Regions from separate parts of the Mus musculus genome. Here regions 2, 3, 4, 5, 6 and 7 are each linked to region 1. A link is a contact called in public Hi-C, HiChIP or PLAC-seq and Micro-C data. All regions are on one chromosome and are shown on one strand. Each heading gives the region's core, a stretch centred on a gene start, on an enhancer-like site or on the middle of the called end of the contact. The rest is flanking DNA. Distances are from core to core; before and after follow the strand shown.

Region 1 (3,912 bases), core at 632-3,131:
CATAAGTACAAAGGTGGGGGTGGGGGTGTAGAAACCCCCAAACTCTGCATCTTGGACTTAACAGACCCTTCTTAAATATCACCTAATCTTCCTTCCCCCCCCCCCATCGGAACTGAAGTAGTCCAGGCCCACCCATGTTTGCTTCCTCCTGGTACATCCCAGTTCCACCAAACTCAAAGGTTATTCTCATTAGGTAGAATGTGAACAGCATCGCCTTGAATTGGAAGGTGTTTCTTATAACCGTTTGTGTAATGAGCTTGTCAGCTCCTCACACGTCTAAAAGAGAAATTAAAAAAAAAAAAAAGTTCAGGGGATCTGTGGCCAAGCGGCCCCCTCCCAATGTCTGAGTCAGAGGAGCTTCACAGAGGAGCTTCACTGAGGTTCTGGTTGGTCAGGGTGTATCACTTTCAGAGCTGCAGAGCAACTGAACTTATGGCTGTCTTCCAGCCACACAGAGCATAAGCTCTATTTTAAAACACTCTTCCGAACTCACAGGCGATGAAGGTATCTCCTAGGTTGTCAGCTTCCGACTGGAAACAAATCACTTCCCTCTCAAACTGTGCTTGCTCCCTCAAGATTACTGCGTGTTTGGGTGTGTATATTTTTATCTTGGGCCAAGCAACTCCACAGGCAAAGATAGGCACCCCCCAAATGTTATCAACATGCCTGAGCCATTCAGAGCCTTCGCAAGAGGAATGAATGGGCGATGAAAGCTCTTCGGCCTAAGGACTTCTCCCACACACACATGACAGAGGGGTATAAAAAATATCTCTCTCTGGAGGGAGGGGGCAGGGCGGATGATAGGGAAGGACATTAAGCAGCAAAGGCAGCCCAGCCGCCGCGGCACTTCTCGAACTGCCTGCAGAGGTGGAAAGGAATCTGCTCATGTAATACAACCAAGCACCCTCCGGCTGCCGCGCAAGGGCACGAATAATAAATACACCCAGGAAGACAAGCAGATGTACAGAAAACAAGCCACCCCAAAAAGGTCAAAACTTCAGAAATCTCGGGGATCATATCCCCCACACAAACGCATCCATCAGTGGGAACGAGGGAAGGGACTTGGAGACTTAGCCAAAGATTCTAAATTTGGGTGTCTTTTTTTTTCCTTCCCAGCTCCTGCTTGCAAAGTAACAGTGGCTACAGGCAAAGCTAGAGAAGAGCAGGAAGGCTGAGGGCGGCGCGGGGTGCGGGTGGGAAGGGAGGGGTGTCTCACACCAGCCACCCAGGCCTCGATGTGACGAAAGTCGTCAGCAGCCCTAACCGCATCCCAACCCCTCCACCCTGCAAGCAGACGCCCCCCTCCAACTCCCCCAGCCTGGCTCCGGTCCCTTGCAGCGAGCAGCCCCAGCAGCCCCGCAGCGGCAGCCCCAGCCAGAGAAGAGCGCCGGCAGCACCGGGATCGCGGCTCCCATCCCTTCGGCAGACACCCCGCAGGCCTCCCTCCTCGCCCACCCGGGATGCCCAGCGCGCCGGAGGTGGCCCCCGCTTACCTTGGGCGCTCGCGGGGGGGGGCTGAAGGTGGCAAGCCCCCCGCCCCCCGCCCCTGGCCTCCTCGCCTCTTCTCTTCCTCCCTCCTCCACGTCCTCCTCTTCCTCCTCCCTACAGTGTGGCCGGGGCTCCCCCTCCTCCCCGCCGCCTGGAGTAAAAGCCGAAAACCCCGGAGCCGGGCCCGCGTGCGTGCGTGCGGGAAGGCGGCGCGCGGCCAGCTCTCTCCAGTCACTGAGCGCGGCGCGCGGCTCGCGGCAACTAAAGTGTGAAAGAAGCGGTGGCCGCGGCGGCCGCGCCACGGAACGGCCCCCCGGGAGTGGGCAGGGAGCGAGCGGGAGCTGGCAGACTCGGAGCGAGGAGGGAGGGGACCTCCGCGCCCAGGCGCTCACTCGAGGGGCGGGGGCAGCCAGACACTCCCCCGCCGCCCGTCCCCTCCCCTGCCCGGCTCCCGCGCGCGGCCCGCTCTCCTCCCCCGGGGCGGGGCCTGCGGAGGCCGCCGGGCGCGGCGCTCGGGGAAGAGGGGCTGGGCAGCCAGGGCTGCGGGGAGGGAGAAGGGTGGGCTCGCTTGTGTCTGTCTGTCGGCCTGTGTGTGCGTGCGTGCGTGCGTGTGTGTGCTGTAGGGAAAAGAGGAGCGAGCTTAGTGTGTGCATGCACACGCGTGCTGCAGGGAGGGCGAGTTGTGTGTGTGCGTGTGTGTGTGTGTGTGTGTGTGTGTGTGTGGTGTGTGCTCTGCAGGAAGGGCGGACTGTGGGTCTGTGTGGCGGGTGTGTGTGGTGTGTGTGTGTGTGATTTCGCGCGCACCCGTGCAAACTGGAGGACAGACCCAGATAGGAAGGCTGTATCCTGCCTGGCCTTCCAGGGACCTGTCACTTGGTTGATGGTGTGGGTGCCGACAGAGGCTTCACTAGGATTGAGGCAGGAACCGGGAGAGGAGAAGTCTGTCAGGCAGATCGACAGCTCTGGGACGCACAGAGGGGTTGTGGCTGCTTGGAGCTAACTCGGGAAGGCTGCACAGCCTCGCCCTACCCCTCCCTGGCCGCCGGGAAGAGCCAGCCGCAGCCAAGGCCGGGAGACCCACCTCTGAGCGTCTCCACCTTGTCTCCCAGCTGCAGCGCCTGCAAGATGAAAGAAGGAAGACGCTTCTGCGACTTAGAAAAAGCTGAAACCTGCCGAGGAAAGATGCGGATGCCCTGCTCTGCTTTCCCCACCCTCCCAAGCCTCTGTGGACAGAAGGGGCGAGGCCGCGCCAGCTGAGAGATTGATAAAGGACCTAAAAAGATCGTCCCTGGCCAGAGGGCCAGTTCTTTGTGGACCCCCACAGGGCAACCAGTTTCCTTCACTTTAGGAAGGCATATTTTTTTCCTCATCCCAGGCATACTGGGCCTTTCGTGTGCACACTGAATTGATCTTTCTACACTGATAGCCTTTGCGGCTCTTTTGTGCCTCTTCTGCGCGCTTCACTGCTCCTTCATTGCCTTAGACTCCTGAGGAATGCCAGGCCCCCAGAGCGAGGACACCCATGGAAACAATGGTGGTAAAAGATCCTCCCCAGACCTCACCGATTACACACACACACAGCAGAATCACTTCCCACATTCAGCCAGGATGAAGTTGGAAGACAGAAAAAGACACAGCTGTGACAGTAATATGACACTTAATTGAAAAGCAAATTCATAAGTTGGCTTAATGAAATAAGCTAAAAACCCACCCATTAAGTGTCTGGAAAGTTGGCCTCTTCATTTTTAAATTCAATTCTTTTTGTTGCTGTTGTTGGTTTTTGTTTTGTTTTGTTTGTTTTCGAGACAGGGTTTCTCTGTATAACCCTGGCTGTCCTGGAACTCACTCTGGAGACCAGGTTGGCCTCAAACTCAGAAATCCCCCTGCCTCTGCCTCCCAGTCCTGGGATTAAAGGCGTGCACCACCACCCCAGGTCTTAAATTCTTTTCCCTCTCTTTTTCAACATCAAAGGCTAATATTACATTGTTCGTGAAACTCAACTGGATTGCCTTTTTCTTTTATAACGTACCTATATTTTAGTTTATTTTTCTTTCTGTAATCTGTATTTGTCGCCTAGCCCCTCGAAAGGAAGAGGTTAAGAAGGGAAAGTGCTTGTAGAAGTTTTAGTCAGTTTTTCATTCTATGAAGTGGAATTCATAATCTCTTCCTTGTAAGCTTGCTAGGAAAGCAAGAAGAACACAAACAGGTGGCACTTCATGGCTAGCATAAGTAAATAAACAAGAGTGGTCACTTTCAATATATGTTAACCTCAAATTTAGCATGCGTTTTCCCCTTTGTAACATTTTTTTTTCTTGAAGAAGGGTGGGAATTGCTGTTGAGTTTATTGAAAAGTAGTCAACCATTCTCTGGGAGTGTTTAGGGCATGTCCCCAAAGTTTCACTGGTGATAAAATGAAAATGAACA
Region 2 (3,912 bases), core at 1,058-3,557, 750 kb before region 1:
GGATGACAGGAATATCAAATACATATTAGAGTCCATGCCCTGTATGTATTTCTAGTACTTGGAAGGCTGAGACAGGATGATAATAAGTTCATATTCAGACTGGGCTACATAAGACCCCCCCCCCCCCGCCCACACACACACACACACACACATGCACATCCACACACAACGTATTGGAATTAAGCTGCTGAAGTCTAGTAGCTGGAGTGCAGCCACAGAAGCATGGCCTGCACGGCCTGCATGGCTGCATGGCCTGGGGCAGATCCTTCCCTAGTCTTAGAGAAAGAACCTCTGACTAGTCCCTTTATCTCAGACTTAACTTCCTATAACTGGACACAGACATCTTTCTCTTAAAACAGTCTGTGATAATTTGTTACACTAGCCCTAGGAATTAAGTACATTGAGAATAAACAAATCATTGGCCAGAATTCAGTATGGGACAATATCTGAAGCATGATCAAAGAGAAACAACAAAGGTGATTATTGTCACCAATTCCCAACTTATCTGACATAAAACATACACCCAAATAAATTAATAATGATCAGTCTTAGAAAATCTGTGTATATAATGTGTTTGTGTGTTTACAGTGTTAGAGATGAAACCCAAGCACCCTGGTGCTTTAGGCAAGCACTCTACTGCTAAACTATGTTCTCCGCCCCGAGATCAACATTATGTCCTTTGTTACTATTACAAAGAATGCAAATAATCATTTATGGCTCACTTCCAAGTGTCAGTGGCTATTATACATACTGAGATGCCTGAAAGACAGATACTATGTAAAATTATGCCAGGATTCATAGAGCAGGAAATACTGAAGGCCAAAATGCACTGACTCCGATCACACTGTCGCTTTAAGAGAGTGTTGACTGTTCCAGATTACAAAGACGCTATTTAGTGTACAGCAAGTAGGACCATGTGTCCGGCAGGCCAGTCATGTGCCTGTCCCAAGTGGGCAGTTCATATTCTCTCACTGCCAGAAGGAGCTCAGTAATCCAGGTCCCTAATAGTGTCATTTGCAACAAAAGTAATGTGCTATCAAAGAGAAAAGCTGGACGGCAAATGCCAGTTTCTCTAAGACACATAATCATACTAGCTGACAGCTCAGTTTCTACTTCCTCCTTTTGTGAAACAACAACAAAAAAGAAACGTCTCCTGGCCACAAGATCTTATTTTTTAAAAGTAATGAAGACCCCCCTCCCAATTTCTATTTCCTACCCGCTAACACATTAAAGAAGGGTAGGAAGCATTGTCAAAGAGCTCCAAGAAATGGCTACAAATTAAGCGGGATGATCAAAGTCAGGTCTAGACTGTGTAAGCGCCCTCTATAAACCAGTATAAGCATTAATCTGGAAACCTTTACCTAACTCGATTATGTGTATACTTTATAGACCTTTGGATATAATCTCACCAAATCCCCTCATCTTCAATCAAGGAAACTTCCCAGCATGTGCTTCAGAGTCATATGAAGAAGTGGAGCCCAGCTTAAATCACATTTGACCTAAACAACTGCCTGCCTCCTAGGGGCAAGGTGGGTGGATGACTGGGCTTGGCTCCTGGGTTAAAAGGCCCCAGGGGGTAGAGATAGGGACTAACAATTCCCCAAGCTACTTTTCTTTGTCCAAAGAAGTCGAGACATCAGGAACTGATACCAGAGGGGGACAAAAAGTAGAAGTGAACACGCATTTTATGGCACACCGATAATATCTCTTTCACCTTTTTTTTTTTTTTTTTTTTTTTTAAACACACTCACTGAATGCTCACCCAAAGCAGGCCAATAGAGGGGCTAGTTGTTCAGGCCCTCCTCTGACTTATCCCTTCTTCCTCCATTCTTCTCACCCCTCCACCTCCAAGGTAAGAGCCTGATGCTCAACTACTGCCGCGGGGTTCCCACAACACGCAGCTCCAGTCTAGGCTAGTTGCCTAGAAGTCAGTGTGACGCTGAGAACTCTAATCGCCACGTCGGATCTCTGGAGAAGGTAGGGCAGGTGGAAGAGGAAGGAGGGAACCAGTTCCTGGACAGTGGAAAAAAAAGGGCGAAGCGAGGGTGTGAGGCTCGGGAGGGAGCGCGCGCTCGATAAGTAACAGGAGGAGCGGTCCCCGCCGCCCCGCTCTCCCGGATCACCTTGCGCTGACCTAGTTGAGCCGAGAAGGAAGGAGGGGGCGGTTGAGGAAAAGAGCTATGAGGTGGGCGGGGCCCTGTCCGGGGGCGGAGCCTCAGAGCGGGATCTTCCCGGGAGCTCGCCTGTGATTCGCTCAGGCATCAGAGCCGGAAGCGGCCGGGAGGCGTTGGCGGCAGCGCACGTGGTGACGTGCGAGGGAGTGCGGCGCGAGCGCGCGCGGCGGCGGCGGCGGTGGCAGTGTGTTCGGGACGCGCGTGGAGGTCGGTCAGTCGCTCGGAGGTGCTGGGCGCGTCGTGGCGGCGAGCGAGTTCCCGCGAGTACCCACTGGTCTTCCTCAGCCCGCAGCCTCCCGCCCGGTCGCCCCGAGCCCCTTCCAGCGCCTTCCGCCTGCAGCCCGTCGAAGCTCTGGAGATGAATTTCGCCATCTCTTCAGAGATGACCCAGGTAACGCGCTGTACGCGGGCGCCGCGGGAGGGAGAGGGCGGGGTGGGAAGATGGTGGTGGTGCGGAGCGTCCCGCTGTCCCGGGAGACACGGGCATCGCGGGGCTCCGCATTCGGCTCGGTTGCCGGCTGGCGGGGGAAGAGCGCGGTGGTCCCGGACCTTCCTCCGCCGGGGCGGGGATCGTCAGGCTTCCGCGCTGGGTGACGGAGGGTCCCCGGGACCTGGCCCGGCGGAGGACTAGGAGGGATGACCCGCCGGATGAGAGCGGCGGCCACCGAGGACTGTAGACATCGTTTCCCGCTGTCAGGAGCGAGGTGCCGGCTGCGGTTTGGGGCTCTCCGGGCTAAGACTCCCCGCGGCCGGCGCGTGGGGACACAGAGCCGCCCTCAGAGCGCATCGGTTCCAGGGGTTAGGCGTGGGGTGGCACGGAGTCCCTGGTCGCCGTGGACCACGGGGTCCTTTGTTCGAGCTCCACGTTGCCCGCTTTTCTTGCCAAGCGCGGGGAAAAGGAGGCGGGAGGAGCGAGGGAGCGGCTGCCCTGACGTGTCAGCTCTGAGTGACTGCGCCGCCGGCCAATCGCGGCCAATCGCGGCCGGGGGTGTGCGGGTGCCTCGCTGTACCCGCCGAGAGCGCGCCCCAGGCCTTGCAGCGCGGGGTCCCCGGCGCGCCGGGGCACAGGCTCCATGTTCTCTGAAAGAAATAGGTGGAGAGCAGGCTTTTCGTCCGATCACCTTTTTTTTTTTTTTTCTATTTTTGGGTAAAGGACCTCGTTGATAAGACACCGGGGAGTGTCAGAGTGGAGATTAACGTAAGGAAATCTGTACACACACACACACAAATTTGAGAAATATTTCCGCCTTTCCCTCAATAAGTTGCAGATAAATGATTCCGGAGAGCAAACATTTCGATCAAAAAGAAGTCGGACGGCCTAAAAGGCAACGTTTTGTTTAATGTCTGTCAGTAGTGGAGGTTAGAACACCCAGATATCAAGTTCTTAGGAGTTTTGTTGTGGTCTCCTGTTTTGGCAATACACCATAGCTCTGGAAGTAAGAGCACACAAGCCGCACGGACTAAATCACCTTAGCCATATTTTCTTTAATTTTAACACCAGTGGTTGACTTAGGAAAAAAATAACTAAGAAAATAGTTTCAGGTTGAATCCTGCTAAGTCTTTAATATCTTTAAAATGTTAAAGGACTTATTTGTAAGCCTGGATGTAAACATTGACTGGGTAGAACTGGATTGAAACCAATATGCTGTAATGCCACCTAGCAGGCATTATATCAAACCCACACTTTGGTGGCTTCCTTGCAGGGAGGCCTGGGGTGGCTTTCTTTTGATTTCCTAAT
Region 3 (3,912 bases), core at 763-3,262, 660 kb after region 1:
AGTGAGCTTCCTAAAACCACCCAAGTACACAAGTGGATGTATTACATGGTGCATGTTTGCTGCTGCTTCTGGCTTAACATTCTTTTTTTTTTTTTTTTTTTTTTAGTTTTTCGAGACAGGGTTTCTCTGTGTAGCCCTGGCTGTCCTGGAACTCACTCTGTAGACCAGGCTGGCCTCGAACTCAGAAATCCTCCTACCTCTGCCTCCCAAGTGCTGGGATTAAAGGTATGCGCCACCACTGCCCAGCCTGGTTTAACATTCTTTAGGACATGATTTAGTGAGTATCTAACCCACCACTGAAGTTGCATGCTACACACAGGATGACCAACAAGTCTGTGGGGCTTGTTTCCTCCTTTTCCTGCTTGACTAGACCTATGGCATGCCAAGTCCTTTTTTTATTATATAATATCTCAAAAGCTTATAAAACTACCACATTTTTTAGATTTACTTAAAAAAAAAATAGATAAGATCTTACTAGCCCTGGCTAGCCTAGAACTCAATACAAAGCTCGCCTCAAACTCACAGACATCTGCCAGACTTTATTCCGTTCCCCAACTGCTAGGAATAAAGGCATATACCACCACACACAACTTTTTATATATTACTGTATGGTGGAGTATCACTGTTAGAACTAAGCAGGAGATGAAGTATGAGAATCAACTTTCAGTCATGAGTAAATTCCGTGAGGAGATGTTCCAGACGTAACAGCAAAACCAAGAAGGGCGTGATTCAGGCAAAAGGTAGGTAGGGAAGGATGAGATCCAACAGCGAATGTGCCACAGAAAAGCAACTGAACACCATTAGCTGAGAACGGACTAGTGCACTAGAGACCCTGGGAAACACAGAGCCCAAGAGAACACAGCCAGCCTCCAGGGAGCCCCGTGGCTGGGAGAGGACAGCTGACAACGGCCACCAGAGTCTGACAACGGAAGCACAACAACGGAAGTAACACCAAAACCAGCAAACAGGAGGTGCCTCTGGGAGCCCATTCTCCCTGAGGAATCAGAGCTTATGCTTAAAAGCTGTTCCTAGTAACTAATAGACTACACAGCGAGTCCGCACTTACTCATTCAAGTAGCCTGAGGAAGAACAAGGGATCACAACGAGCAGTGTCCTGAGTCTGAGAAATGGGGAGCAGGAAGACGAGGCCAGTGAGAGAGTGAGAAAGGATGAAGAGAGAAAGGCCGGGCTGCACCAAAAGCAATGCTTGTCTCACGTGAACAGAGCCACGCATACAGGTAGCATGGGTTCCCCAGGGAACTTCTGAGAGGAAGGAAAGAGCTGTCACTTCCCATGATTTGTGTTTAGACAAAGTCAAACACTCCCTCTGGGGCTGGGAAGATGGCTCAGCAGTCACAAGCACTTTTGCTCTTGCACAGGACCTGAGTCCAGTTCCCACCACCCAGGTGGTGGCTCGACACCGTTTGTAACTCCAGCTTCAGGAGCTCACACATACTCTTCTAGTTTCCTCAGGTACTGCATTCATATATAAATAAGCAGGGCAAAACTCTCATATAAAATAAATCTTTTCTTTAAATGTTACCAAAAATAGATAGGTAGATAGATAGATAGATAGATAGATAGATAGATAGATAGATAGAAGTCCCTTTGTGGACTTAGGGTCTGTTGGTCCAAACTTGCTCTCCTTCATCTCTAGCTGAAGCCACTTTAGCTCAGGGAACAGAAAAGCAGATCTCCCTGGCTACTGCACAGACAAGAGAGTCCCAAACCTTATCCACACACTAAGCCTGGATTCTAGTCTACATGTGAAAGAGATGCTGAGAAGAGGACCTGAGGTTTTATTCTTACAGTCACAAGGGGAAAAAACTCAACGCATGTACTTAACCAGATATCACCCTTTTATCCAGGCTGGAATAAGTATGCAGACATGTATATTTTCATCTTTGGAACAGGTGGTTTGATATGCAAATAAAGTAATAAGTGTCAGAGCCGTATCCTAGCAGTAGCTACTTTCCAAACGTTGCCATGGCACCAATTCAACAGTGTTCTTAGAGGCAGCCACACCTCAGCAAGAACTAACCTGGACCAGAAAAAATTAAAAGAACTAATAGAAACAGAAAAGGATTCCTGCTGTGGTATCCGAGACGAGTCTTGATGGCACAGGTGCCCTCTGAATCTACGTGAAGCAAGGCATGGGACTTTAAGAAGACAAAGAACCAGTGCCTCTAACACCTGCAGTGTGAGCCAAGCCTGGAGACAAAGATGGTAATTATAAACCGCTAACAGTTGTTTTTAGCTCTGAGCAGATTGCACACGGATTGGGAAGGGCAAACTCCACTCTCCAACTACTCCAGTGCGAACTGTGCCTTAGCAGCACTCCTAGCTGAAGCAGGAGCAGTCTGTCCTCATTGTGTGTGCGTTTGTGTTAAACGGAGGAAGCGTGTCCTCCCTCGGCCAGTCCAGGGCCACTCACCACTGTCAATGAAAGAAAGTCCTTCAGCAAGTTGGGCTCCCCACATCTCTCATGCTTACTACCAACAAATCTGCTTGCTCTTCAGAGGGCAACATATATGTACCAAACACAGGCAAAAACGATGGGGGCAGGGGAGGGGGCAGTAGTAACACAAGTAGCCCGGGACACAAGCCAGAACCCACTTGACTTGTGAGCCAGTGCAGGCTGCTGAGGTAGCCCTGAGACACCTGGATAGGTGACTGACAATAGAAATAATCGACTTAAGACTAAGCAATAACAAATTCATACAATAAACCCTGAGTTCTATAAAAGCTTAAAGGGAGTGGCGCTCTCTCCCTCAGAGCATGCTGGCGAAAGGACAGCCCAGGAAGACTAGAAAAAGAGAAAGCTCCAGTAGAGAACCTCAGATAGTTGTCACAGAAAAGACATTAAGAAAAATGGGACTCCAGGGCACCCTCATTTATACCAAGGCCATTGGTCATAAAGATCACCTTTCAGACAGTAATGTGCCGTGTCTGCCTAAGGCTGAAACACAGGCAGGAGTGGGGTAGAAATAAGGATATTTTGGGGAGAGTAATCAGGAGTTTCATGTTGCTGCCTTTATTGTAAAAGACTAAGGACCTCATGATTTCCTCATGGCAGTTTCAGGTCACATATTCTTAGTTCCACACATCAGCTTAAAAAATAATAACAAAGGCAGAAAAGGCCCTCAGGGTACTTTCCCTATCTTCTGTGGAACAAAACACTGATACATAAAGGAGAAAACCTCACCTGTACCAGTTGGTCTTCCGATTGCTGGGGGGCATCACTGTTCCTTCTGTCTGTTCCAAGTGCATGTGTCGAGCGTGTGTGCCCTGTTCATACTGTGTGAGCACGTGGTGGAGTGTGTCTGCATCTGTGCGTACAGGAACGTGGAGGCCCGAGGCTGACCTCTACTGTCTTTCTCCACTGCTCTCCACCTTTGTTTTCTGAGACAGGCTCTATCACAGAACCCGGAGCCTGCCATTTTGGCTAGTCTGGCACGACATCTTGCCCAGGATTCTCTTGTCTCCCTTGAGCTCCAGGATTACAAATAGGCTGCCCTGCTTTTATGTTGGTTCTGGAGAGCCAACCCACACACACACACACACACACACACACACACACACACACACCCTGTGCCATCTCTCTGGGCCCCTGCTAGTCTTTCTGGCGCGTTTGTTACACACACAACATCATCTTACAAGCCTTCCTTTTTTTCACTTGTATTGTGGCACAGCATTTTTCTCTGGTAAACTGGGACTATAACTGGGAGTCGAGAGCTTGGTGTCGCTCAGCAGTGAGCCACACAAAAGGCACAATACTTAAGGGTACAAAATTAGGCTTAGGCGTAACAAGCTTTGATAGCAGACTGATGAGTTTGGCCGAGGAGGTTCAGGGAGGACTTACAAGCAAGATTTTCAGCAAATAGTCTTATGTTCCAAGACATTTGTCCTTTG
Region 4 (3,912 bases), core at 486-2,985, 660 kb before region 1:
GCTGGTGTTAAATAAGGTTAAAATATTGAGTCAAGCTCTCAAATTAATCATTTACTCTTTTTATAAATGGGAAAAAAAAAAAAACAAGTACTACAAGTACTAAGGATGTCATTTAGAGCTAAGACACAGTGCCTGTTATGAATACCAAAGGCAGAGGGAGGGGTGAGGTGGGGTGAGGTGTTCTGTCAATTAAAAATAATACCATTTCTTTTTTTTTAATATATTATGTATTTATGTGCTTTATGTGTTTTGTCTGCATTCAAGTCTCTGTGAGGGCATCAAATCCCTGGGACCTGGAGTTACAGATGGTTTCCATCTGTCAAGTGGATGGCTGGGAACTGATAAGAGTCTTCCGCAAGAAAAGCAGGTGACCTAAACCACTGAACAATCTCTCTGGTCCTAGTTACCATTTCTACAGGTTGTAATAGGTGCTATTGTCTCACTTTTAATCGTTAAATAGTTAACTCCCCACATAGGAATCCTAGTCCAAAAGCGGTTAAAAGGCCTTCAGTCGTCTTGTGGGGCCAGGCTTCTGACCTTTAAGCTAAGGAGCTAAGCAAATACTTTACCACTGAGATAAGTACATTCGTAGCCCTTAAGGGCTTTAGAACTTGCAAAAGACTGGTGGGGACAAAGTTTACGTTAAACTGGGGAAGGAAAAACACCTTCAAACACTCCAACTAGGAAGGACAATGAGAGAGCAAAACTTCCAGACAGCATTTCAAAGTAACAAACAATCACACACCGTCTCCTATGGTTTCCCAACAGAGGAAAAAAACCTGAGAACCTCCCCTCTTGCCTTAAACGCTCAAGACAGTCCGAAGCAGGCAACCTGAAAGAAAGATCAATTTGGGTTGTTTTTGTTTTGTTTTTCCAGTCTGCTCCAGTGTGCTTATTAGAAATAAAGTGAAGAGAACAAATAAGACTTCGGTGATAAACAAGTCCAGGATATATATATTTATAAAACTTGAGGCGCAGAGGATTCCCTGGCCATATTCCTTAGAGAATCTGAAATGCATCAAAGTGATACATTTGTTAGTAAAAGCCTAAAAAAAAACAAAACAAAACAGGTCAAAACTGCAAAACAATCTCCTACAACCACACCGCGCCTATTCTGCTATCCTTAACCTAGAGGCAAAATTGAAAAAGTGAAGAGCGTCCGGGTCGCAAGTTGTGGGGGGGAAAGTTGTGGAGAGCGGAGTCAGGACTCTACCTCAGGGGGCTGACAGAAAAGTGCTTCTGGGATTCATAAACTGCCTCGGCCCACCCCCACACAAGCCGCCATCGGTCCCCCCACCGCCTCAGGTCCAGCTGGAGCAACCCGGCCACACACTCCACGAGCCGGCCGACCTCCGACCAGCCCCCGCAGTCGCCCGGCCCAGACCTCAGCTCGCGGGTCCCGAGCCCGACCGACGTCCGGGTACAGGAGGCCAGCAGTGAAAAGCTGTCGCCCAGAGAGATGTCCACGCGCCCGGAATACCCTAACTTACCTGAGTCCGCGGCAGCAGCAGCCACAGCGACAGTGGCGATTCCCCGGACCAGTCGGACACCCAAAGCGCCTTCCCAGAGCCCGCTGCACACTGGGAAATGTAGTTCTGTACTCGGACCCCCGCCAGGAGCCGAACGCTCCAGGCAATTCTAGAGTTCTCGGCGCTCTGTGTGTGTTTCCTCCAAGGACCGGAACTGAGCACCGCCCATGAGGCGCGATGCCTCCTGGGTGTTGTAGTCTTATTTCGGTTCGGTGGCGGCCAGTGATGCAGAGGACGTACCGAGGAAACGGAACTCTTTTTCCTCATTGGACACTGTCCGCCACACGCTTCTGCGCAGTCTGTGGTGGCGTCGTAACGCCTCGGGGAAGGGGAAGCCGGCGAAGGGTCGAACCGCTGCCTCTGGCTTTCAGTTTTTCTGCTGACAGGGTTGGGTCACTGGAGCTCCGCCGTTTGTCTGTGGCACGCGTACAGCCTTCCCAATTGCTTCCCCGCCCTTGGATCCAGCCCTGTGTGCATTAACGTCTATTAACCCACTCCGCCGCGAGTCCCCTCCGCGTCCCCTGGCTCGGAGGCCGTAACTATGGAGAATATGGCGGAGGAGGAGCTGCTACCCCAGGAGAAGGAGGAGGCCCAGGTCAGGGTCCCGACCCGGGCCCCGGATTCGGCTCCGGTCCCAGCTCCGGCCGCAGATACGGCTCTGGACTCGGCTCCGACGCCGGACTCGGATCCAGCCCCAGCCCTTGCCCCGGCCCCGGCTCCGGCCCTGTCCCCGTCCCTAGCCTCTGTCCCCGAGGAGGCTGAAAGCAGTAAGTGCAGACGGCCTGATCTCTCTGCCGCAGAGAAGCGAGAAACCATGCCTCGCTGGGGAATAGGGGAGGCCCTTCTCCAGGGTGTTTTTTTTAATGTGGAAAGGCAAATTTAGAAAAATGGGAGGAGGAGGAGGAACCAGAGCGGCAGGTAAGAGTAAAAGGAATACAGCATGGAAAGGGATACTTCTTCCATAAACCTCGAGGATATCATCCTGAAGGATATATGAAGGCCAGGCGTGAGGCAGAGAAAAATAAACAATGAAATTAGTGGCTGTGTCCGTTAGTGTCTTTAGTAGTTTCCATCTCAACCCAGTCTACAATAGTTTTAAAACTTTCCACTGTGTTACAGTAATGGAGGTACTAAGGTAGTAGTAGATCAAGATTGAGAAACTGAAAGCATTTTTCAGTCAGGACTTATACACACTGATGGATTTGTCTCATTGCTGGAGTATACTTTGCTCCCGAGAATAGAAACTCCGTCTCTTGTATCTGCCAAATACTAATTGAGCTTTGTACTTCATTCCAAAGGACAACGATCGTGAAAACGTATAGCCCATATTTTTATTTTCTGAATGTGTTTATACATGTTCCGAGTGGTGGTTTTTCGGTTCATATAAGAAACATAAGACTGATAATTATTAGCATTTTAAGGATCTTCTTAACATTTTGCACAGCGGGCCTAAAAAAAAAAAATTCAACGAGTTTTGTTTTTTTTTTCAACAAATCTGTGGTCCATAAATGGATCTTTATACTCCTTCTGAATTATCGCGTGAGGAATTAATTCATATTTCTAGGCCAGTTGGGGGTTAAATGTACATAAAACAGTCATAATCTAAGAGAATTATTTTGCAGTTCTACAACCACATTCAAGAGCAGCAGAATTGATCCCAGGAAAGACAAAAATCATCCAGTAGACTCATCATTTGGGATCACAGCTTTTAGTGCAAAACAAGGCCTTTTCTCCCTCTACATACAACCTGATGGATAGGGACTTTTACACTGTTAAGGGAATAGCTACCACCCACCTGATCATGTTTAAATCGGACATAGTTCAGCTGTTTGGGGAATGCTTCTTTACTTCTTCACCATTTTAATGCCTTAAAATGCCTCATGGGGCATAGTGACTCCTCATGGTATGTATGCCTGTAATCCTAACACTCCAGAGATTCAGGCAGGCCTGGTAGCTTGGAGATCAACCTGAGCTGCCTAGGGAGACATTGTCCCAAAAGTCTGTCTTAGGGGAAGAGGGTTGCAAACATTTGATTATATGTGCTACAACAATTACAAATTTCTACTGTGAAGAATTTGTGCTGTTGAAACCTTTAAACACGCACTAATCCTTTGAAAATGTATTTTCAGATCTAGTTAGTCCTTTGAAGGCAGTAGCAGCTAGGCAAGATGAAAATGGTGATTCTGAAATAGAATTGAAATTTGAGGAAAAAGTAACAGAAGAAATTGTGAAAGAACCTTCTAGTATATTGGGTTTGTCTGATTTAACAGGTTTACTTTATTGATTATGAGTATGCTATTTAAAAAAAAAAAAAAAGGAGTGTGCCGGGCGTGGTGGCGCACGCCTTTAATCCCAGCACTCGGGAGGCAGAGGCAGGTGGATT
Region 5 (3,912 bases), core at 899-3,398, 590 kb before region 1:
GTCTGTTACACTATTTGTTCTAACTGAAAGCTTTCTGTGCAGCACATTAGAGGACCATTATCTTATTTTTCAAATATAAAGGCTATCATAAAGTCTCCTTTTAGAGGCTTGGATTTTGCCTTGTCTGTGCTTGTGAGACAGTCTCATAGCCCACTCTGCTCTTTGTGTAGCCCAGGATGGCCTGTCTCTACTCCTAAAGCTAAGTCAGCTATGTGTCTAAAGTCTACAACTTAGTCTTCATCTGAACTACTGCCCTGTCCCTTCCACACGAGGGATTTAGAGAAATAAGTAAACTTGGAGAAAGTAAAAACCCATATTTGGTGTGATACCTAACAACTGGAGTGTTATATATTTATCAGTTATTTTACTAAATAGATTAGATGTTACCATCAAGTCTTTAAAAAAGGATACCTGTTGATTGTAGCAAGTAGAGATTTTAGAGGGCAAAGAGGTATATCCAGGAGTAATATTGTTGCCGTTTAAGTTCTTTATAAATCAGAGGTTAAAAGTTCAACTTAAGACACAAAATGTAAGACAGCTGTGTTGAATGTCTATAATCTTGTCACCAGGGAAGCTGAGACAGGAGGATTGCCTTAAACTCAGTATCGAGTATGAGGCCAGCTTGCCTGGACAATACTGAATGGGTCGCTGGCAAAAGTAAATAAATAAAAATAAAATAAATCTCAAAATACTGAATGGGTCGCTTGCAAAAGTAAATAAATAAAAATAAAATAAATCTCAAAACCCGACATTTGCTTTATTAAAATATTCAACAATTACAAATAATTAGATACCAATTCCACTAAGTACTCCAGTTGATTATCTCGAAACTATCAAAAAATAATTGAATGCAAATGACTTATGGTACTTTTAATTAAAATATGGCTTAAATTACTTGACACTATGCCTTCCTTTTTTTTTATTTCAAAAGAAATAACCGCATACCAAATACTTAAAAGCCTAGCTAAGCTTTTTCACACACCGTGTAGAAAGTCTGACATTTCCACAACAAGTCACAAGGCATACAAACTTCCGACAGCTTCTTTAAAAAGACACCCAACGGGGCTTCGGGGACATGAATCGGTAATCTGTTCCGGTGGGCAAAAGCAAAGAAAGGAACCTCAAAGTTTCCAAGACCGACCTTTTTTTTTTTTTTTTTTTTTAAACCAACAACAATATCTCTGCGAGTATGAAGGCGACTTCTGAAGCGAGGAAACGATTCTAACAAGGGCCGGGACTCGGGAGCCGACAGGCAGAGGGAGTGGACCAAGGATTTCGGCAAACACAGCCCGGGGTCAAAACGCGAAGCAGCTCGAACCCACGGAGTCGCCCCCTCCCCCAACACCGCCTCCAGGGTGAGCCCGTGGCTCGCGGAGGCGGCAACAGATACTCCGGGGCAGGCGGCGGCTCTCCAGGAATGTGGGGCCGAGAGGGGATCCCGAGCCCACCCCGGTGCCAGGTCCCAAAGGAGAGCTGTCGGCCCGGAGCGCCCCTCCCCGCCCCCACGGCGCCGACCTCCGGGCCCCGCGAGCAAGCCCAGGGCTAAGTTCTCCCAGCGCTCCGGTGCCGCCCTCGAGGCCCCGGCCGCCGTAAGCCCAGGGCCGCGCGGGTGCGCTTCCCCGAAGGGCTCCGGACGCTTCGCCAGCCCGGTGCTCACGGGCCGCGAACAATGAGCCCTCCCGGGCGGGCCGCGAGCGGCGGAGCGAACGGCCGGGGGCGGCGGCGCCATCGCCTCACGGCCCCTCGCGGCCGCGGACACACACACACACACACACCCCCAGCCCCGCCGCCGCTCGGGCCGCGGCCCGTTCCGGGTGCCCCTGCCCCAGCCCGCCGCCCTCGCAGACGTCGCCATCCCCCTCCCTGCCTAGCTCACCGGCTCCTGCCCCAGCCCGGGGGTGCGCTGGCAGTGGCCGGAGCGAGACTCGAGAATCAACCGCCGGCGCCGCCGCACAATATGGCGAGTCTCGGCTTCCGCAATGGAGCTCGGGAAATACAACAGGGGCCGCTCAATATTCATGAGAGACTGGGGAGGGGGGAGCCGGCTCGGCCGGAGCTGCGGGGAGGGCGGGAAGGAGCGAGCGAGCGAGCGAGCGAGCGAGGAGGCGGAGGCGCGGGACGCGGACGCGCACCGCGCGGGGAGGCCCCTGGCGTAGGGGAAGGGGCGTGCCTAGTGCAGGCCCGGACCGCCGGGCCACGCCCACACCCTGGCCCTGGCTCCGCCCCCGCCCGTGGCTACAGCTCGCCAGACGCCCCCAGCGCCGGCGCAGCCCCCAGCCAACGCCTGCTGACTTGGGCGTCTTCTTTCTGTCTGTTTCCCCCGTCCTGGAGCCTTTCTGGGCCTGTCTGAGCCCACAGGTTGCGCCTTCCCTCCCGCTGCTGAGGTTTCGATTTGGGCTTCCAGCCCCTGACTTCGTCCTCGTCCTCGTAGTCATCCCAGCCCAAGTAAATCCTCAGGGTTTCTGCTGCAGAACTTTCCGGACTTTGGATCTCTAAGGCATACAAAGCCAGCAAGATCTAAGGAAAGTGACCTTCAACTCTGGAAATAGGCGCTTGTTAGTACGTCCCTAATGATCTCCTTGCTACTCTTTATATCGACCTCCTTGACGCTTTCAGTGTTCTGAATTTGAAAATATAAGTAGCCATAGATAGTTGTCATTACCACCACCACTACCCAAAAAAATAGCCTGCAAGTTGTCACTCGGTAATTCCTGCATTTAACTTTTAAGTAACACGTAGGAAAAAAAGTTCCCTAACTTCAAAATGTTTCATTGGTCATGGTCTCTTGAAAGGATAATCAAGAATAGCAGATGATAAATGGGAAGGCACTTAATTTGCACTGCACTGAAATTGGGCGAGGTGGCTTATAGCTTCCAGTAACGTTATTATGGAATTCCTTTTCTGTGGCTTAAAATTTTCTTACTTATTGTATTATTCGGGGTTTTCTATAGAAACAACTAATAGAATGCATATATATTAAATATATTCAGCATATAGAGAGGGGGGATATTAAGTATATGCAATATAGAGAGAGGTGGGGTGGGTATTAGAGTGGCTTACAGGCTGTGGTCTAAGCCAACAGTACTGTCTCCAAACTACAAGGTGAAGAACCTAGTAGTTTTAAGCCCTTGGTGCTGGCTGTGTCAGCGGGTCGTTGGCCTATGTTGGAATCCAAAGAAGTGTTTTTTAATATCAGTAAAGTAATGTCTCAGCATCAGATCTTGCTGGCGAAAGCTTTCTACTCACCCCTTCCTTTTTTGTATGCTACCACAGAAGGTGTGGCAAAGAGTTCAGATGGGACTTCAAGGCTTGAATGATCCAATCAAGAAAACATTCACGAGTGTGCTCAGTTGTTTGGTGTTTTGTTAATCCCAGATGTGACCAACCAGGATTGGTGCTCACACTTACTGTCCACTCTAGCAATTTAAAAAGCCCAAGGTTAAACTTTTCCCGGGATGTGAATCAAAGCCAAAATAACCCCGAGTGTTGTGTTCCTCCATCCTCTGGAGACGGGTAGTCTGGAGCAGAAACACTGACCTTCCATCAAAGCGGAATGTTCATAATTGAGAACTCTTTGCTCTAGTTCAAACGCTTCTGGAAATCGTGATGTGTAACTGCTTGAAGCCAGTCAATCAGTGTTAAGGAAGGCCGTCATTTATAGGGAGCACAGAAGATACAGGTAAATCTAATATCCTATTTAAAGGGTCACAGTAGGATTGTCTTTAAAGAAGAAAACGTATGGGATATTTAGATTAAAAATTATTTAAAAAGTTAGACTTTGGGCTAAAAATCCTTTAGTACAAAGATACTTCTAACAAATCAGTGTGACTTCATCTATTTTACCTCTTCACTGGCATGAGACCAGTCTGCGGTGGCCCACACCTTTAATCCAAGCACTCAGGAGGCATAGAC
Region 6 (3,912 bases), core at 1,031-3,530, 530 kb after region 1:
GTGCACTCCGCACTCATCTGGGAACACTGCTCCAAACCCTGTGTGCTCTGAAACTAAGGTTAGTAGGCTGCGATGCAAGCACACACTCCTCAGTGCTTTGAAGACCATTACCCACAAGTCCTGCCTCTCTTCAGACACCGCTATGTTCCTCCCTGTGTCATCTGTAACTACTCTCTCTCCACTCTCCCACATGTTCCTGATCCCACCGCCAGGCTCTCTGCCTTGCATAGTCCCTTCATTTGGGATGTGTTGAAAGATTCATTGGTCGAATTAAGAACTCACATGACCTTCCCCAATAGTTTATGGAAAGCAGATTTTTTCCGAGTGTCTGCCACCGACTCCATACTCTACAGGCAAAGCCCCAAGACTAAGTATATATCAGTCTACTCCCATTCTACAGAAAGGAGGTCACAATGGGAAACCTTGCCGCCCCTCAAAGGAAGCGGGTCTGAATGGCCTCTGAACTTCTGGGAGTGGGGACTGGGCTGTTGGCATCACTGTGTAAGGAGGAGAGAGAGAAAAGGTTATCTTCTGGGCACAGCGGTTTATGACACATGTAGAAGCTAGTAGTGCTCTCTGACCAGGTCTCTGTGTGTCTGTCCTCTTCTGCCACAACACCCCCAGCCTGTTTGCCAAATACCTCAAGATGTTTCCGGAAGGTTCTGAATTATTGACAGACTTAGGGAAGATGCTTAGGAAAACACAAGTCCTAAAACAGACCTGTCCAGCTAGAGCAAACACTTGGCCATCAGCAGTTTCCTTTTTAAGACTAAGGGGGAGAAAAAGGGGATGGGGGGGGCTACCTTGGCTAAATAATAATGATATTCACAGAAGAGCAAAGACACTGTTCCAAAGTTCAAGATCTCGGAAGCGCTACTCACCCCTAGCCATCTCGCTCCTTTATTGGCCGCCTGTTGAATCTGGACTCTTTTGAGGGTGACATGGTAAACAGCTCCTTCCTCTACCTCTTCACCCCAGTCCTGAATCGAGCTCTGCCAGGGACAGGATAAAAAGAAAGAAAAAGAGGGTCGTAGTGTGTGTTGTTGTTTTCTTCCCCCTTGGCTAACCACAATCTATCCCAGCTGCTTCCCTGCTTACAAAGGCTCTCCAAGCCTTTGAGTAAATCCTCCAAACAGAGCAACACAGGACACCCTGCAATAGGCAAGGCTGAGATTTTCTTGGCTGGCAGCCTTTTCCTGCGGTATCAGGAGCCTCCGACTTCTCCCTTCTCTGGTCAGTTACTTTTCCTAACCTAGCCACGTATCTTAAATCATCTTTTCAAGTTTTTTTTTTTCCTTCTTAAGGAAACTGTGGTTTAGTCCTGATCAACTCTGTCCACTTAAGTGAAAGGAAAAAATAACTCATTTGCAAAAACAAGAGTTTATACTTCTCAAAGTACACAAACATTTGAGCAATGTCGATGTTAAACTCCCTCAAACAAGTGTTTTAATACCAAGAGCCCTCTTTGGGAAGTGAAGTTGTACCTCTTTTTCTCCTCTTACTATTTTGAAACCCAAAAAAAAGTTATGTGGGGTATGGAAAGTTTTTATTTCCAGAAAGAAAAAAGGAAAAGAAAAGAAAAGAAAAGAAAAGAAAAGAAAAGAAAAGAAAAGCCCCTCTGGCAAGTGCCGAGAAAGCAAAACATCTTCATGCAGCTTCCACTGAAATTTACACAGCGACCCCCTGGATAGCCATGTCGCCAGCTAAACCTCGGATCTGTGTTAAAGGGCTGCCGCTGGGAAGCAGAGCGCGGCGCCGCTCCCCCAGACTGAGTTCTGTCCTTTCCAAGTTCTGCTCTCCTGACACGCATCTGCCTGTCCCAGACACCCCGCAGGCGATGCCTGAGAACACAGGCATCGTTTCTAGGGAGAAGAGGCACAGAGAGGGGAAGGACACAAAGCAGAATGAGAAAGCTCCTCTTAGAGAGTGGGGTCCGGGTGGCTCTGATCAGTTAGACAGTGCTCCAACAACCCGGCCCGAGAAAGCGGGAGATGGGACGAGTCCCCCAGCAGAGAAGCGTCAGGGGAAGGCGGGGAGCTGGCGTTACCATTTTAGCTTGCCAAAGTAATTTCATTCTCAGTTTTCTTTCCGGCACACGGACGCTGCATGGTGCGCCCTGCTCCGAGGCGGTCGGGGCGTCTCTCTGGCCCGGCTCCGGGTCCCCGCGCTTCCCACGCGCCTTGCTGCCCGACTGCCGCCGCCGCCGCCGCGCGCGACCGGGCCACAAAGGAGCGCCGGCCAGCGAGCAGGCAGCCCGGGAGCCCGCGGCAGCAGACTCCTCCCCGCCGCTCCGTGATGTCAGGCTTTCCTGTTTGTGCTTGTGAGCGCACTCTCCCTTTCGGAAGCCCCGCGGATCAAGGGAGCAAGCAATCGTTTCTCCAGCTCAGAGTGGTGGGGAAACGATGCTTTCAAGTAGACCGCTTCATCGGGGTTTCCTGGTGGCCACCAGGTGACAAAATAGAACCATGTGTGCCATGGGACATGTGCGCAGCCTCCGTCTGCTTTACTGAAGGAAACTGTTAGGGATTAGGGATTCTTGTGTGATCTGCTTGCTATTTGGAATTTACAGCAATTAAATCAGAGTCCCCTCGATTTGGGGGGAAGATTTTCATTAGGATAAAGTCAAAAGCTATCTGGGTATCTAAAAACCGTGCCCAGCGGCTCTACCCTGCCCCGCACCTGCAACTGCCTGGACTTGTTCCTACTGCCCACTCTTGTTTGTGGCTTTCTTGCTTTTTTTTTCTTTTTTTTAAACAAAAGGTGGTCCTGGCTAGCCTTGAACACTTAGAACTTTTCTGGCAATCCTCCTGCCTCTGTCTCTTGAGTGCTGAGATTACAGGCATGCATCAACTCCACCACCCAGTCTGATAAGGCTTACTGGCTACTGCTGGTGAGAGCAGAGAGTTTTGCAGGATCTGACAGTTTGTGACAGAGGCCATAAGTGGTCCTAGGGGTTTCTGGAGCCTCTGTGAGTAGCCATGGGGGGTGTGCACTGTGGGGACACAGAGGGATAATCACTGTAGGGAAAGCCTTTCAAAGGACAATGCTGAAAAGAATTTTATCTTAACACAATAGTCTGTGGGGGACAATACATTACACTTTAAAAGATCTAGTTTCAATAAATCAACAGCAAGAGATAGCCCATAGTCAGGTAGCCAAACTGTACCTGTCAGAACTCCACACCAATTACAAAAATGTCATGTTTTACACATGTCAAACTGAAAAGGACCTCCTCCAGATTGCTGTGCTGAGCTTTGGTTAGTACTGAATATACCATGAGCTGAAAAGTTAGGCAATCAGTGCACTGATGTCTCCAGAAGGGCATCAGAAATGACAGAGGCTACACCAAGCAAGCAAAGGATCTCTGCACACTGAAGGATGTCTTCAAGTCAGTCAAACGCTCCTCATAAAGACCCATGCTTCAGGAGTTCAAGACTGTAGAGAGAATGATCTTTTACAACCAAAGTGGATGTTTCTATAATTTAAATATTAAACACACATACACACACACACACACACACACACACACACACACACACACACACATTCCTTCTGCTGTGCTCAGTACTCAGAACAGAGTGTCCCAGGAGCCAGAGGGAAAACATGTGGCGGCCCTACCTCAGGCTTCTTATCTGCCTCAGGGCCCCAGGTCACACCTAGATGAGTCTCCTTGGTGATTCTGAAGACCTCAAGAGGCAGCCCAGGACAGATGAGCAACACTTCAGTTAATTTCACCACCGCTGTAACCTAATCTGTGCTGCAAGTTTTAAGACTGTTGAAAAACTTCTTCACAAAAGCAGTTTCTTCTCCAGAAATTCCTGGGAAAGGTGGCTTGGGCCTCACAAGCCTCTCAGGCTGTAGCTCTCCCTTCTTCTCATCCTATTGACTTGGGTTCTGGCTGTAAAGGGAATG
Region 7 (3,912 bases), core at 1,014-3,513, 520 kb before region 1:
AATGTGTTCTTGAAGGAGATACTAGGATTTCTTCCCAACCCCCCACCCGCCCCGCTGATTCCTAGCTGCTGTGAGGTGACCGGTAACCCTACTACATTCTCCTGTCATGATGTGTTGAGCAAAATAGGAAGCAGGGCAGGAGAGTTGTAGGTTCCAGGTTAGCCTGTGTTACATAGCAAAGCCTTGTCTCACAGAACCAAGCCGTGGGGTGGGCTGGGAAAACCCAAATAAGTAAATAAAAGCAAAAGCCAAAAGCACCTCATGATAGATCGTCAGACACAGGCTGGAAGGCAGTGTGCCCACCAGGCCCTTGTCTGAGCCTTTGAACTGTGGGCCAAAGAAACACTAATTCTTGTAAGCAGATTAGCCTCAGTAAGGAAAGTGAGGAAAGCCAGCTAACACAAGAGGAGAGTTAGGTAACCTGACCGGGTCACATGACAGCCAGTGATTTGGAGCTGAATTTGCCAGGTAATAAGTGTGTTAATTCTACTCCACACAAATCTTTCCACCCGTGACTGCACAAAAGAGAGAAGAAGGATAAATCAGACGTCACGTTTCTAAACTCAAATTTAGATTTGAACACTGAGCGGTTTAAATCATTGAGTGGCTACCCAGAAGCACTCTGTAGTCACTGAGACCCCAGCTTTTACTGAGTGCAGGCCCTTAAACTTTTTTGTTTGGTTGGTTTTTTGTTTGTTTGTTTGTATGTTTGTTGTTGTTTTGAGACTGTTTCTCTGTGTAGCCCTAGCTGTCCTGGAACCTGTTCTGTAGACCAGGCTGGCCTTGAAATCAGAGATTCGCCTGCCTCTGCCTGTCCCTCCTGAGTCCTGGGAGTAAACACTCACACCACCATGGCTGGTGTTTAGGGAGGGTTCAGGCGAAGTCTCTCGGTGTTGTTAGCTTTTCTTCTCTTTTCTTTTTTCTTTCCTTTTATTCTCCTTATTTCCTTCCTCCTTTCTTTTTCTTTTTTTCTCTCTCTCTCTTTTTGATACTGCTTTTCATGTAGCTCAAGCTGGCCTCCGACTCTCCATGTAGCCCACTCCTCCAGCGTTCGTTCGCCTCCCAGAGTGCAGGAATTGCAGATACGCACTGGCACACCTTGTTTGTGAGATGCTGAGGTGCAAACCCAGAGCTCCAGGAATGCTACTAGCAGCACTCTGTTCATGAGCCTGAAGATGTTAGCCTGTGAGAGTTGAATGAATGAGGCACCCAGAGAGGAAAACTGAGCAAGTGGTTCACCTTGGCATAGGGGAGCGAGCAGGGCAGGGGCTGGAACCTAGAGAGCAGAGACAGAAACGCTGGTAAATGAGAGGGGAAGCCCCCCACCCCTCAGGCTATAATAGACCCTTGGCTTTTCCTTTGAAGCCCGGAGCCGGGTTAGACTGTTGTGAGGCTTAATGTGAGAAACGAGGGCAGTGGAGATGGTAAGAATTCCCTGGACGTTGGACATATTTTGAAATTAGACTCGACAGGATTTTACTGATGATCTAGTGTACAGGGTGCGAGAGACTCGGTGTGTGAGCTGTGAGAAATATGTGTTAAAGTTCTGGTGAATTAACTTTAGAGGCAGCTGTGGAGAAGCCTTAAAGTCCTCTTTAGGCCTGGTTAAGTTGATAGGAATTGTAAAACTCCTGGCCACTAAGAACAGAAAGAAATCAGGATGACCCCTCTGCCCAGGGTGTTCTTGCCTGAGGCGGCCAAGCTGAAGAGATAGTGGCCTTGCATACGAGAAACCACGTGGTAAGAAGACTTGAAGGTTAAGGTGTCAGGACAGACTCCCTGGAGTCGTAGGCAGGTTCAGGGCTTACTTAGTGTGTGGAACCGGCCTTGGCTTCTCCCATTTCTCTCCCCTGCTTCCCCTTCAGTTCCCATCTCTCAAATCCAAGTGCTTGGTTACAAGAAGCTTTGACTCTCCAAGGTTCCCATACTTCCGTGCAAGGGAATTCCGGAGGTGGGGATGCGGATGGGAGTGGGGGATCTGTGGACAGGTGGCTGGAGAACAGGAAGGGGAAGGGCTCCTGACCTCCACCTGGTGGGACTGTAAATCTCCATCTGGGAGAAGTTACAGTCACATGGAAGAAGTCCGCTCTCTCCACTCCCTCCACGATGGGTCTGGGCTGTCCCCAAACTGGTGAAAAGTCAGTCTCGAGAAGGAGGAAAGTATTTTTACTATGGTTACTCCCTGGAGTTCCTAGGACAGCCCCCGGGGTTCCAGCGCAGCGAGGGCGGGAAGACAGCCCCCGGGCCAGCCCACACATCTTCCGAGGGCGCGGGCCTGGAGGAGGCGCCCGGGCCGGCGACGCCTCTCAAGGAAGTTGGCCCTTTAATTACAGAGCCAGTTCCCTGACACATCCACCTTCAGCGGCAAGCAGCAGGCGCAGTTGGTGTCAGTCCTCTGCCTCCCGTGCAGCACCGCGGCCATGGGCGGCTCAGCTTCCAGCCAGCTGGACGAGGGCAAGTGCGCCTACATCCGAGGTACGGCGGCCAGGGCGGCAGGGTGGCGCAGAGCCAGGGCTAGCCTGGTCACCTGCACGCTGATCTTCCGAGGGAGCACTGGCTAGCTGGTGCTACCGGCGGGCGTTGGGCTCCTAGACTTGCGCTCGCCTCCGGGAGCGGAGCCCCGGTGTCCTGTTTCAAGCACCCGCGACTCAGGTGGGGTAGAGAGTAGGGACGGGATGATGCAGGACACACGTGAGAGGCAGGTACTCCCAGGGTGGCTGGAGAGAACTTTGTTGGTGCCCCCTCGCACTCCACCCCTCCTGCCCCCGCCCTGTGCCCCTCCAGCCTCAGAATCTGTTCCTTCCCTGCTGGGGAGACATCTTTCTTGTTTGTACTTGGCTCTGAGTAATTTCCAAAGGTTAGAGGTTTACTGGGGTTATCCCCTCGAGTTTTGAGATTTCCTTAGTGGTAGTGGTGGGGAGTTCCTGGGCTATCAGAATTTCCCTCCGGGTCATATTGGCCTGGTTTTGTAAAGTGCAGCGCAGGCCACACCTTCTCCTGAACTTCACACCAATTGCAGGGCGATTTCATCAGAAGCAGAAAGGATGAAATCTTTACCTTTTCAGGTTGGATGGTTCCCTTCCTTCCCCTGAGAGGGAGGAAAACAAAAGGGGAAGCTCGGAGTGTTTTTGCAACAGTTGTTAAAGCTATAGATGGGGAGAAACATCTTTTTAGGAGATCTTGACCTACGGAGTGATTCAGTAAGAGAGAGACAGGCAGAAGAAACCAAAACTCGGTGGCACAGAAACTGCAGGAAATCCAGAGTTCTTATCTTTCGTTGTGTTTGGTTCTTACCCCACCCACCCTAATCTTGCCCTCAGCCACAGACATTCAGCTAGCTATGAATTTAGTGCCCCACTCCTGGCTTCCCAAGTACTTTGAAAAGTATGTATTAAAGGAGGGCTACTGATTTCTTTGAGTTAATTTTATATGCAGCCACTTTGCAGAATTTATCAGCTGTAGGAGTTCTCTGGTAGATTTTGGGGTCATTTATGTATATTATGATATCATCCAAAAATAGCGATACTTTGACTTCTTCCTTTCCGATTTGTATCCGCTTGATAATTTTTAGCTGTCTTATTGCTCTGGCTAGAACTTGCAGTACTATACTGAATAGATAGGGAGAGAGTGAGCAGCCTTTACTTTGTTATGCTTGCAAACTGGAGTCTAGCATGATTGTCCTCTTAGAGGCTCCAACCAGCAGCTGACTCATACAGATGCAGACACCCACAGCCAAACAGTGGATGGGGCTTGGGGACTCGTATAGAAGAAGAGGAGGAAGGATTGCTGCCCTGAAGGGAATAGGAACTCCACAGGAAGACCAACAGAGTCAACTAACCTGGACTCTTAGGGTTCTCAGAGACTGAACTACCAGCCAAAGAATATACACAGGCTGGACCTAGGCCTCCCTGC

Evidence for each region. A called contact is a pair of places that touch in the nucleus more often than the background predicts. HiChIP or PLAC-seq counts read pairs in DNA pulled down with a chosen protein or histone mark.
Region 2: a Micro-C map of embryonic stem cells shows a contact between it and region 1, with 4 times the contacts expected there. The contact joins the promoter of Ivns1abp here to the promoter of 1700025G04Rik in region 1. A contact is called at or near these places in 2 of 484 Hi-C or Micro-C datasets (CD8 T cells and embryonic stem cells) and 2 of 115 datasets of contacts at active chromatin or transcription factors (memory CD8 T cells and pancreatic cancer cells).
Region 3: a contact with region 1 is called in an H3K4me3 HiChIP or PLAC-seq map of embryonic forebrain, with 4 times the contacts expected there. The contact joins the promoter of Apobec4 here to the promoter of 1700025G04Rik in region 1. A contact is called at or near these places in 1 of 115 datasets of contacts at active chromatin or transcription factors (embryonic forebrain) and 1 of 9 other capture datasets (liver).
Region 4: an HNF4G HiChIP or PLAC-seq map of pancreatic cancer cells shows a contact between it and region 1. The contact joins the promoter of Trmt1l here to the promoter of 1700025G04Rik in region 1.
Region 5: a contact with region 1 is called in a Micro-C map of embryonic stem cells, with 3 times the contacts expected there. The contact joins the promoter of Rnf2 here to the promoter of 1700025G04Rik in region 1. A contact is called at or near these places in 3 of 484 Hi-C or Micro-C datasets (all in embryonic stem cells) and 1 of 115 datasets of contacts at active chromatin or transcription factors (memory CD8 T cells).
Region 6: a contact with region 1 is called in a Hi-C map of cardiomyocytes, with 2.3 times the contacts expected there. The contact joins the promoter of Rgl1 here to the promoter of 1700025G04Rik in region 1. A contact is called at or near these places in 2 of 484 Hi-C or Micro-C datasets (cardiomyocytes and embryonic stem cells) and 1 of 115 datasets of contacts at active chromatin or transcription factors (pancreatic cancer cells).
Region 7: a contact with region 1 is called in a Micro-C map of embryonic stem cells, with 2.0 times the contacts expected there. The contact joins the promoter of Niban1 here to the promoter of 1700025G04Rik in region 1. A contact is called at or near these places in 1 of 39 promoter capture datasets (pre-B cells) and 3 of 484 Hi-C or Micro-C datasets (all in embryonic stem cells).

What each region holds. Positions count from the first base shown.
Region 1 is chr1:152,088,439-152,092,350 of GRCm38.p6, forward strand. 1700025G04Rik (RIKEN cDNA 1700025G04 gene) reads right to left here and starts at 1,882. Exons shown (of 6, transcript NM_197990.3): 1 at 1,494-1,882.
Region 2 is chr1:151,342,191-151,346,102 of GRCm38.p6, forward strand. Ivns1abp (influenza virus NS1A binding protein) reads left to right here and starts at 2,308. Exons shown (of 15, transcript NM_054102.2): 1 at 2,308-2,565. It also overlaps the pseudogene Gm10138.
Region 3 is chr1:152,748,539-152,752,450 of GRCm38.p6, forward strand. Apobec4 (apolipoprotein B mRNA editing enzyme, catalytic polypeptide-like 4 (putative)) reads left to right here and starts at 2,013. Exons shown (of 2, transcript NM_001081197.1): 1 at 2,013-2,226. It also overlaps a transcript of Rgl1 not described here.
Region 4 is chr1:151,426,807-151,430,718 of GRCm38.p6, forward strand. Trmt1l (tRNA methyltransferase 1 like) reads left to right here and starts at 1,736. Exons shown (of 15, transcript NM_026876.4): 1 at 1,736-2,296. The coding sequence starts at 2,071. It overlaps Swt1 (SWT1 RNA endoribonuclease homolog (S. cerevisiae)), which reads right to left and starts at 1,629. Exons shown (of 20, transcript NM_025819.4): 1 at 1,491-1,629.
Region 5 is chr1:151,498,843-151,502,754 of GRCm38.p6, forward strand. Rnf2 (ring finger protein 2) reads right to left here and starts at 2,149. Exons shown (of 7, transcript NM_011277.3): 1 at 1,877-2,149.
Region 6 is chr1:152,622,937-152,626,848 of GRCm38.p6, forward strand. It overlaps Rgl1 (ral guanine nucleotide dissociation stimulator,-like 1), which reads right to left and starts at 2,281. Exons shown (of 18, transcript NM_016846.4): 1 at 2,048-2,281; 2 at 882-992. The coding sequence starts at 2,074.
Region 7 is chr1:151,569,110-151,573,021 of GRCm38.p6, forward strand. Niban1 (niban apoptosis regulator 1) reads left to right here and starts at 2,264. Exons shown (of 14, transcript NM_022018.3): 1 at 2,264-2,475. The coding sequence starts at 2,421.